2 separate regions of the Mus musculus genome follow, and region 2 is linked to region 1. Evidence: chromatin contacts called from public Hi-C data. All regions are on one chromosome and are shown on one strand. Each heading gives the region's core, a stretch centred on a gene start, on an enhancer-like site or on the middle of the called end of the contact. The rest is flanking DNA. Distances are from core to core; before and after follow the strand shown.

The links. A called contact is a pair of places that touch in the nucleus more often than the background predicts.
Region 2: a contact with region 1 is called in a Hi-C map of CD8 T cells, with 3 times the contacts expected there. The contact joins two enhancer-like sites. A contact is called at or near these places in 21 of 39 promoter capture datasets (the 3T3-L1 cell line, 3T3-L1-derived adipocytes, the C10 cell line and 16 more), 4 of 15 datasets of contacts at CTCF or cohesin (CD8 T cells, the NIH/3T3 cell line, large pre-B cells and 1 more), 106 of 484 Hi-C or Micro-C datasets (the 3T3-L1 cell line, 3T3-L1-derived adipocytes, the AML12 cell line and 63 more), 36 of 115 datasets of contacts at active chromatin or transcription factors (the 230-238 cell line, CD4 single positive thymocytes, CD8 T cells and 28 more) and 4 of 9 other capture datasets (adipose tissue, embryonic stem cells, liver and 1 more).

The regions. Positions count from the first base shown.
Region 1 is chr4:59,202,112-59,207,224 of GRCm38.p6, forward strand. The region is part of intron 1 of Ugcg (UDP-glucose ceramide glucosyltransferase); the gene reads left to right. Among named protein-coding and RNA genes, the nearest start is that of Ugcg, 15 kb to the left of the region's middle. Within about 2 kb of position 2,785, at least 89 of the 459 cell types and tissues checked have an H3K27ac peak or open chromatin away from gene starts, as enhancers often do. A contact at or near this core is called in CD4 single positive thymocytes, CD8 T cells, DN2 thymocytes and 8 more, where this site is marked.
Region 2 is chr4:59,335,884-59,340,996 of GRCm38.p6, forward strand. All of the region lies in intron 12 of Susd1 (sushi domain containing 1), which reads right to left. Among named protein-coding and RNA genes, the nearest start is that of Gm35578, 57 kb to the left of the region's middle. Within about 2 kb of position 2,073, at least 84 of the 459 cell types and tissues checked have an H3K27ac peak or open chromatin away from gene starts, as enhancers often do. A contact at or near this core is called in CD4 single positive thymocytes, CD8 T cells, DN2 thymocytes and 8 more, where this site is marked.

The DNA.
Region 1 (5,113 bases), core at 1,535-4,034:
CTGTTATTTATGACCTGGTCACAGGCTGCAGGGAGTTCTATCTTAGCAAACTCCTTGAGGTGTTTATTTATGTCACTTTACATTAGTTACCAATAAAAGCAAACAGTGTGAAAAATGGTCAAGGACAAGCCGTATGCAGTAGTGGTTCTGCAGAACTGGGTTCCCAGCGTGAAGCCCGGAAGGGGAAAGTGCCATCGAGAGTCCCAGCAACCATCAAGTCACCTGCTCCAAGTTGCTGACAACTGAGATCACTTTTGAGGCACCACGCGAGTGGTCTATTTACACTATTTTGAGAAATAGAACTGTGGATTTGGTTTATGACACACTGGTCCCCGTCTAAGGAGTTCTTTCTGTATGGGAGAGGTGTGATAGACAAAGGTACCCTCTCCTAACTCTAGACGTAGGTTTGTTGACATGTCTGAGTTGCGTGGAGTATTTGTACAGTTCTCTCCTTTAAACTACAAGTCTCTGACAGTGTCTGTTCATCATGTGTGTGTCTGTATTCAAGTACAAACGGTAACCTAGCATACACTGGGGCTCAGACTCTGTTGTTCAATAAAAGAATGCCAAGCATAGTGCTAAATCTGCATGGTTTTGGTTAAACGGACATTCTTTTGTGCTTTTGATAAATATTTCAAGTACCCCACACCACAGAGCTTTGTCAGTTATATTACATAAAGTCAAAACTGTGTTCTCCAAAGTGGGATTGCATATTCTAGGGAGGGTGTACTCCGTATTGACCCCTTGGCATACAGAAAGGAGTATGGCAGGGACTGGCTAGGCAGAGAGAAATGGTAGTAGATGAAATTATTAAGGTTCTAAACTGTGGTTTGGTTTTAATTTTGTGAGAAATTTCTGATATGGCCTCTAACAATTCTTTTTATTCATAAGCCTAGACGTGAACAGTACTGCATTATCAATATAAATATCCCGAGAAAAAAAGGAGGTGTATAGTCTTTTTTTTTTTTTTTTTTTTTTTTAATTTTCAAGACAGGGTTTCTCTGTGTAGCCCTAGCTGTCCTGGAACTCACTTTGTAGACCAGGCTGGTCTCAGAAATCCACCTGCCCCTGCCTCCCGAGTGCTGGGATTAAAGGCGTGTGCCACCACACCTGGCTGAGGTGTATATTCTTAAAGCAAGATATCTTTATAAAAAGAGGGGAAAGGAAGTAGAGCTTATTACTCTAAGCTTATGCCCAAATCTAAAAGTTGCAAGACTGTTTTAGTTCAGAAGGTCCCTGCTGCTGCTGCTGACTTAATTACAGCCTTCCAGATACAGTGAATTATTAGGGGACTGAGTTTGTATATAAATTGATTGTTCAGCACATTCACATGAGAGATTTAAGACAATGTCTTAGCATGAAATGGACCAATAGGAATGAATCACCAGATTTTATCAGTGTAGGGATTCTTCAAACTAAAATAACTACCAGATGATTCATGTCGCTTTTGGGTAGATACCAGCAGGCATCCAGGTCAGCATATAGTAAATAAATATACCTACAAACTCATATTTATTGAGGTATATTTGCAAGAGTCAAGCTACAAAGCCTAATGAGTTATCCATCAGCAGATAAATGGATAAAGAAAATATGGTATACATTTTATTCAGCCTTAGAGAACAACAGAATTGCAACATTTGCAGGAAAGTGGGTGGAACTGGAGATCATCGGGTTAAAAGAAATTAACCAGACTCAGACAAATACCATTTTTTTCTTGCATATGCAGAATCAGATGATGATGATGATAATGATAAATGTATGTGGGGGTGCATTGATCACTGCCCAGATGATCACCCCATTATTAGGGGGAAGGTTTTTATTGTGAATAAGAGAATATCGGGAGCAGACAGAAAGAAAGCAGACTGGACATGGCCAGAAGCAAGAGAACCGGGAGCACAGAGAGTAGTGGTTGGAGGCAGTTAGGGTCTGTGCCATTATAGAGACCAAACGGGAATCTGGAGAGAGGGAGGGGAGCCTGAGCTGAGAAGGACTAGCCTTTGAGAAGTGTAACAAGTACTTGTGAGCAGAGACTGAGGAAACCTGGAGGCCAGCATGGGCTTTGAAATGCAATCACTGGTGCACACCCCCTCTCCAGAGGCAAAGGAAATGACCTTTTGGGGATGGGAAGCCCATTTTGGGGATGAGGAATGCTGGCTTTTATCTAACCACCAGAAATCCTTCTATAGTCCAGCCTGAGCTCATTTCTGGACATCCTGACTTTCTGAGACCTAACAGTAATAAGGCATGAAAACAGAAAGGGGGTGGGGTGGGGGCTCTAGCAGCAGGTAGGGACAGAAAGGGGGGGAAGAGAGAGAGAGACAGAGAGAGAGAGAGAGAGAGAGAGAGAGAGAGAGAGAATGAATAATGGGAGCAGTGACTGTCGCCAAAGTACACTGTATCCAGATAGAAATAGATCCTTTTGATGAGTGAAAACGGGTCAATAAGTTGCTAGCCTTAGACCTTCTCATCCTGTTATCTTCGTCATATTCTCTTCATGATTTCTGGGTGGGTTTGGGGGCACTTTATTCTCTCTGATGCATTTTGGGATTTTATCTTCCACTACTGTGTGCAGTCTTTTGTCTCGTGTGAATGGCATGTAGAGCAATGGTTCTCAGCCTTCCTAATGCTGCGACCCTTTAATACAGATCCTCATGTTTGGTGACACACACACACACACCCCACCCCAATAACATCATTTTGTTGCTACTTCATAGCTGTGGTTTTGCTGTCATGAGTCATAGTGTAAACATCTGTGTTTTCTGATGGTCTGAGGTGACCCTGTGAGAGGGTTGTTCCACATCACCACAGGTTGAGAACTACAGACACAGGAGCCGTGCTTTGTTTTATGTAGTCCTGGTTGTCTTGACAGTGTCATATTCCTTCTCCAGGCCCAAGACCGCAAAGATGTTTTCTAGGAAAACTTTTGTCTTCATAGTCTTATGTTCGGTGTAACTAAATCTAAGATAAGTAGTGTCTCCAACTTCCTCTCAGGGCTCAGAGTTTTCTGCTTTGTCTTTCAAGAATTCCAGACACAAGGGTGTCAAACCAGATTTCTTTCTTAAAGCAGGCTTTTTCCAGACTGACAAGCTATAGTATAGTAATAGGAGGGCTAAGGCAAGCTTGGGCTCCAGCCTGAAGTCACTGCAGGAGTAACAGGGATCTATATATGTGGCACTCATTATTTTCCGTGATTTGAACCATGGCAGCTAAACTGCCATGTGAACTTTGTTTTATGCCCGCAGTCCAGGTGCCCTTTACTAGATGACTGTCTGCAGGCATCCATCTAGTCTGCTATTTTGTTAGCAATGGGGGAAACATTTTTGTGTGTCTGTGGTCATTAGTGTTAGAGTCTGCTTTTGGTTGTGTTTAACACCGTGGATGGACCCTGTAGATCTATATTCTCCAAACTGTCAGTGACACGTAAAAATTTACATTGTTACAATCTGCCATGGCGTGGCACTCTGACGTACTACAATGAAAAATAAATTGCTGGTCACACGCTTGGGTGTCGTGGTTATGTCAAAGCGCTACGTTTTAAGTTTTCTGAAAGACTTTCTTCTATTTCTTCTCTTTTTTTCTTCTATTTCTTCTCATTGCAAAGCAGTAAAGCACCTGGCCAGTCAGTCTATACTTGGCTAGTGGTCAGTCATCTAGCTTTTGTTTGCTGCTGTAGATCAGAAGTTAACTCTTCAACCTTGTTGGTTTCTGTTTTTTCTCTTGTCAGTAACATAGTTTCTTTTACAACAACGATGTTTCTGTGGCCCTAAGTGAAGCAGGTGTTTGCTGAGGAGCACTCTGTCTTCCTGCCTCAGGGAGCCAGCCTAAGCTGACTGTCTGTCTGCATGTGTTTCCCTTACTGGTGTGCTTCCAAATGTGTGCTTGACACACTTGCAGCATCTGTAGTACCATTCTTTGAAGTGCAGATGTGCTGCCACTAATGGGCTTTTGCTCTTCTAGAGGAAGATCTCAGTGGGCTTCCCCACTCTTGGCAGGACTTCTGGCTGGCTGGAGCACTTGTAAGATGCCACTGATTCCAGAGATGTCAAAGCATGGAGACACCTGGATCCCAGGACTCCTCCCAGGCAGATCCGGGAGTGCCCCTGCATCTGATTACTGCTGATGCCTGGAGCCTGGCTGATGAGATGGGACCTACTGGCTCTGTTTTTGTAGAAGTAGGGAGGGAGAAACTCCAGCATGTTCTCTCTTCTCCAACTGACTGGGTATCCCTCTTTAGGAGCTGTGATACCTTAGGCATGGACCAGGGTAGTGAACCTGAGCCATCTGCTCAGTGGTGCTGGTATATCTTCTGGTGTCATTAAGACCCCCCCCCTTTTTTTTAATCTGAGGGTTTTTTTTGTTTTGTTTTGTTTTTTGTTTTGTTTTGTTTTGTTTTCTTTCTACTCTGCCAGCCCGAGCTTATTGCCAGTAGACATTTCATCTGTCCTGTTCTCAAAGTGCGCTCATTACACTCCCATATTCTTCTGGCACATACAGTGCATATAAAGGTTTTACCTACTTTTATAGCTGTTTGGTTACTTCTTGGCAGTTTGAGAAGCAGGGTAATCATGTGTAGGCCAATATTGTCATTTGTTTTGTGTGTGGGGGTGGGGAGGTGGGTGTATGTGACTATGTGTGTGAGAAAGAGAATGTCCCGGTATCTGCAGAGGCCAGATACAATATAAAAACCTTTGGGTTTCTTATCCTATCGGTTTCAATTTTACTGAGACAGGCTTTCGTCCCCCCACCCTGCTTGACTAGACTGGTTTGCTGGTGCTACTGTATTCACATCCCATTGGGATTACACACACCACACCCAGCTTTTTACATGAGGGGATCTGAACTCAAGTTCTCATGCTTGCATAGCATCTTACCCGCAGAGCTATTCCCCCCCCCCCCCCCCCCCCCCCGCCCTGGCCCTCCAAACCTGCCCTTCATTGCCTGTGAGTGCCTGCTCTGACCCTGTGGCTCCTAAGCCCTGGGAGCACAGCAGTGAAGGATAAACATCCGGGGAGCATCCATGTGCTGGCCAGCATTGGAACAGCCAGCCTGCCTGCCTGCCTGCCTGCCATCTATCCTCCCTCCCTCCCTCCCTCCCTCCCTCCCTCCCTCCCTC
Region 2 (5,113 bases), core at 823-3,322, 130 kb after region 1:
AGACATAATCACCATACTTAGAACTGACCAAAAGGAGTGGTCCATTTAACTCTGAGAGATGACAACGTCTCGTTCTTAGTCTTGGATCACAGCTGTTAGTACCACATTAGCCAGGAATGCTCATCTTTCCAGGTCTGGGTGAAAGACTTCAGGCAGAACAACTAAGCAAGAACAACGGGCCACTTACAGTACATCTGTAGCTGGAACGTACTGTGCTTCAAGTGAGATCCCTTCCTCGACTTCCATCTCTAACCCAGCACATCCTGCAGGCTTAAGCTTTGAGTCGGTTTTTGTCATCTACACCCCAAAGGGCCTTGACTAATTTTAGAATGCACCCAGCCAACCCCATCTCCTGCTGAAAGGCAGAACATACAGCTGTATGTACAAGTGAGGGAGTTCTGGCGCCAGGCCAGAAGCCATTCTTAGGCCTCTGTGTGAGAGTGCCTGCCAATCTAGGCAGATCCCCAAACTCTGGGCTAATAAGCTGAGTTCTGGCAGTGGAGAGATGGGCAGCAGGAGGGAATGGGTAGGCCCAGGTCAGATCTGAGGTTCAGGAAGGAGTTAAAGAAAACCTAATTAGGAGTAGAACATAAGAACCAAAGAGGGTAAACTGGAAAAGAGCAGAAAGTCAGGAGTCGAGGCGTGAAATGCTTTTGGTCTGAGGAAATCAATGCAAGAGAAGCCAGAGAGGCAGGACATGGAAGAGAGAACAGAGGAGCACAGGCTACGCTACAGTCACCCGGGTCATGACGCCCCTCACCGGAGCTTGCAGAAAGTCTGTAATGGGAGCAGCTCACACCTAGGGAATTTGCTGAGACTGAAGTGTGTGTGGAAGTGTCTCAAAGGAAACTAGAAATTCACATTCAGTCTAGAAGTGCTTCTGAAGTCACCAGACACAGTGACACGGATCATACTTCTCACTGCCAAGAGCCCTAGGCAGGGGACTCACAGGGAACAGGCCCTGCTTACAGGTGAGGCTTCATAAAATGCCTTTTACGAGGGCCTTTCTCCCTTTAGAGAGGACTCCAGAGAGTGATTTCATGACATCTCTGAGAAAGAAGGCTGCAGAAGTGACAGGAAAAGAAAGCAGCCTGGGCCCGAGCTTCGAGCCCCCTCACCTGAGAACTCTGCCCTCAGGCCTGAGCGCCATCACCAGGCTGTTGGTGCTCTGTAGTAACAGTAAGGGTCTCTTGTTTCCTGTGATCCAGCCCAACAGTAGAAACCTATCTGTTGAAACCTATCACTTTTATTGCTCAGCCCCTCTCACTCTCTTCTTGGTTGCTCTCTGTTCTCCTCTGAGATAACTAAGCCTAGCTGACTGAGCTCATCTCCCAACTACCCTTCCAATCCATCTAGTCTCTCTCAACCTGGAGGAGACAGGACAAAGCGCACAGGGCTCAGAGAAGGCAGGTCTGGGGAACAACAGGAAAGCTCTGCCTCTTGTGTTCTGAGCCACCCAGTGTGGGATGCACCTTGCAGTTCCAAGGGTACACTGTCACCTGGCTGCCAATCAGCACATGATTTCCAGTTAGTTTGCTGCCTTGCTTGCGCGAGGCCTTCCCCAACTTGAGCTGCTCCACATTCTGCACTTCTCTGAAATGTAACAAGTGTGGCCGTCGGCAGCCTGGTTCTCCGCCACATTTCGGGGTGAAGTAACCCCGGCTTTCTGTTCTGTTGTCACAGTGCTGTTCCTCAGGTCCAAGTTGCTATCCCAGGCAAATCTGCCTCCTACCCACGCTCCTCCTCACTGATCTAAAAGCAAAGCAAAGCATAACCGTCCTATGGGGTAAAATGCAGTCCTCTCCCCTGGGTATGCACAACGGAAGCAGGGCCAGAGGCAGGCTTTCCATACAGTTCAGAGGTTCCAGTAACTTCAATCCTCCGCTAGAAGCAGACCACTAAAGAGTATCAGGGGCATCGTATGAGAAACAACAACAACAACAAAACAAAACAAAAAACACCTTGAGGAATACAGAGAAAAGTAACAGCAAAATTACAAGCAGGAACCACACAGGGAGGTGACAGAAGAGTGTGTATTTCAGGAAGACCACAACCCACCCAGGAAATCGAGAGGTGCATTAAACAACCCGGAGAAGAAAGTTCCTGTGTAGATTCAGCTTCATGTCTTAAGTCAGAACACAGTCTAAATGAGCCCAGATTATTACAAAGATAAGAAAGTTCTAGAGAACAAAATTTAACCTAGACTCCAGAGATGGGGAGCATTTTTCTCAGTGTCATTGGAGGAGTGAACGCTAAGACATTAATAGAACTGGTTCCGTGACACTGTCAAGTGTCTAAGTGTTTGGCTACAGAGACAGCCTGTGGGTATATCACGCTTTCCCCCAGCGCTTGAGGGTCTGAGTTTGGATCCCTGGCACCCATGTAAAAGCCAGCAGTGGCAGTGTATTTATAACCTCAGTGTTGGGGGTTGGGATAGGTGAATGAGACGGGGGACCCCAAAACTCCCTGGCTATCCCATCTAGTCAAATGCGGAGCTCAAGGCTCTGCCAACAAACAAACAAAAAAACAAACAAACAAGGTGACTGCAATAAAGACATGTATTGACCCCTTGCCTCCCTGCTCACCACAATTACAGACATGTCTAAGTGCACATGCACACACATGTGAGTACATGCACACATATACACACACACAGGCACACACAGGCACACTCATCCATACATATCCCGTACATATCCAAAATCTAAATGTCAAAATAATGAAAATAAAATTAAAGAATAAATTATCTTGGTGTGGGAAATGTGTAACACATATGCAAAGATTAACACTGCTAAGACAAGCAAAATGGTAAATCAGTAAAAGGAGATACTATAAGTGCAACTATATTAAAAGTTTTTCACCTAACCTTATGATAGTAAGTTTTTTTTTTTTTCTAAGAGATGTGCTCAAAGAAACTCATAGGAACAAAGAAATGAGAATGTTCACCATAAGCCGCCAGCCACAAGGCCAGATAGGCCTTCCCATCTACACATCTGTGAGGCTCGGCCACATGTTCTCCCACTCAGCACTGTGCATAGGTATTTGTCATTAATATTTCCTGAATTCAAGTGTCGGTTCTCAGCATGGTCCTTCTACGACATCAATCACCATGATTCTGGATTTTTAGGATTCTGATCTAAGGAAGCCTTCCTATGCACATTGTATAAAGTTAAAGTGTATACAAGCTGACCCGAGCAGCCAGCCCATTTCCTTCCACCGTGAGTCACCCTACCTCAGTGAAGAAGCCTAATGGGAACTGAATGGTGTTAGTGGGTGAAACAGAGAGATGCGAACAGGTGTCTGCTGCGCCATTTAAACAGGAACATGAGGTTAGAAGGTAGACCAATGTTTCTGGGAGTGGGAAAATGTGTGGGTGGCAGAAACATGGGACCCCAAACACGCTCACTCCCAGCCTGACCCAAGGAGCCAAACACCTTATACTGCCAAAGACTTTGAAAGGAAACCAGGCCAGGGGTCAATCCTTATCCAAAATCTCTGATGCAACTTCAGCCCCCCCAAGACACCAGAGGGACTTTCCAAGATCATTCCAGTGCCCTGTGACCAGCTAGGAGGAATAGGCTCCTTCCTCACCAAGGCTACAGAACACAATGGTACAGAACCCTTAAAGAGTTGGCGATCACCCACAAATGGAACAGAAGAATGGAGGGGAAAACTCAGGAGAACTGATCCCTCATGATGCTCCCCAGAGCCACCGGCTGACAGTGAAGAGGTAAGAGAGACAGGGTCAGGGAGAGCAGTGGTCCTGGCTGCCTTCCTACCCATCTGAAAAAGCGCCTTCTCTTTTCTTATTATGAAGGCAACCAGAGATGGGAAATTTCCCATGCTAGTTGCTGGCATTGGTACTGAAGTCAAATATAGAAATTACTTCCATCTTTTCCCCCTTTTTCCCTCTAGCATTTTTCAAACAATAGCCATGGCCTGGGGAACAACTAGTGGACTTTATCATCACATTCACACGCACACGTATTTCTGTTCTCCACCCCCATCCCAGCATCCACCCCACCCCAGCATCCACCCCACCCCAGCATCCACCCCACCACCAACACCCACCCCTACCCCTTTAGCTTTCTCTGATTTCCTGTGTTGTCCCTATGAAAATGAAATTTGCTTATAACTCAACGAGAAAACAGTACAGTCAGTGTGAGAGAGCTCCTTCTGCCTCTTAGGGGTCTACACCAAGACAGTGAGTGCTTTTTTGTTCTCCTTCCTTCCCTAAAGTGGGCATGAATGAGCCTGTTCTAAAGAACTCAGTTCAATGAGCCTGCTTAGGCTACACATGAGCCACAAGCTTGAGACGTGTCCCAGCCTCCAGCCATCACCCTCTCCTGCCTCCTAAAGCACTTGTCTCTGTCCCTCTCCACTCCTCGGCATCTCCTCTGAGGCCAGCAATATATTTAAAGCTCTTGTTTTCATCCCGTTCCCATCAGTAAGATTTAATTTAATAGGAGGCTCACAGAAGGGAAATTCCACCCGCTTTGCTTCTGGGAAAGCATCCGCTGTGTTTTCCAGATCCAAATCCTTAACTCAACATTTCTGGTAACATTTGAAAGTTCCTCTTTTTACTGAAACAATGCCACGAACATCTGGGATATCCTCACATCAACAAACCAGGTTCTCTTTCCTCTTACTTTTATGAGACACGGGGTTTTTTTGTTTTTTGTTTTCTCAACTCTTTAATAAAGTCTCACCAATTTGAATTTTCACACTGCCAAGTCTCTAAAGTAGAGGTTCTCAGTCTGCAGGTTGCGACCCCTTTGGGGGTCACATATCAGATACTCTGCATATCAGATATTTACATTACAATTCATAACAGTAGCAAAATTACAGTTCTGAAGTATCAATGAAATAATTGTATGGTTGGAAGTCCCCACACCATGAGGAACTGTGTTATAGGGTCCCAGCATTAGGAAGGTTGAGAACTGCTGCTCTAAAGCAAGTTTGAAAAGCAGGCATGATCTCAATGCTCTTAAAGGCCTTCACTGTCCCAGTGAACTTGAACAGCTCAACGGTGCCCCCTGGTGGCCATGAGCGCAGACACAGGACACGAGTGACTTGGGGCTGTGTTTAGCCTCAAAACCTCAATACCTATTAT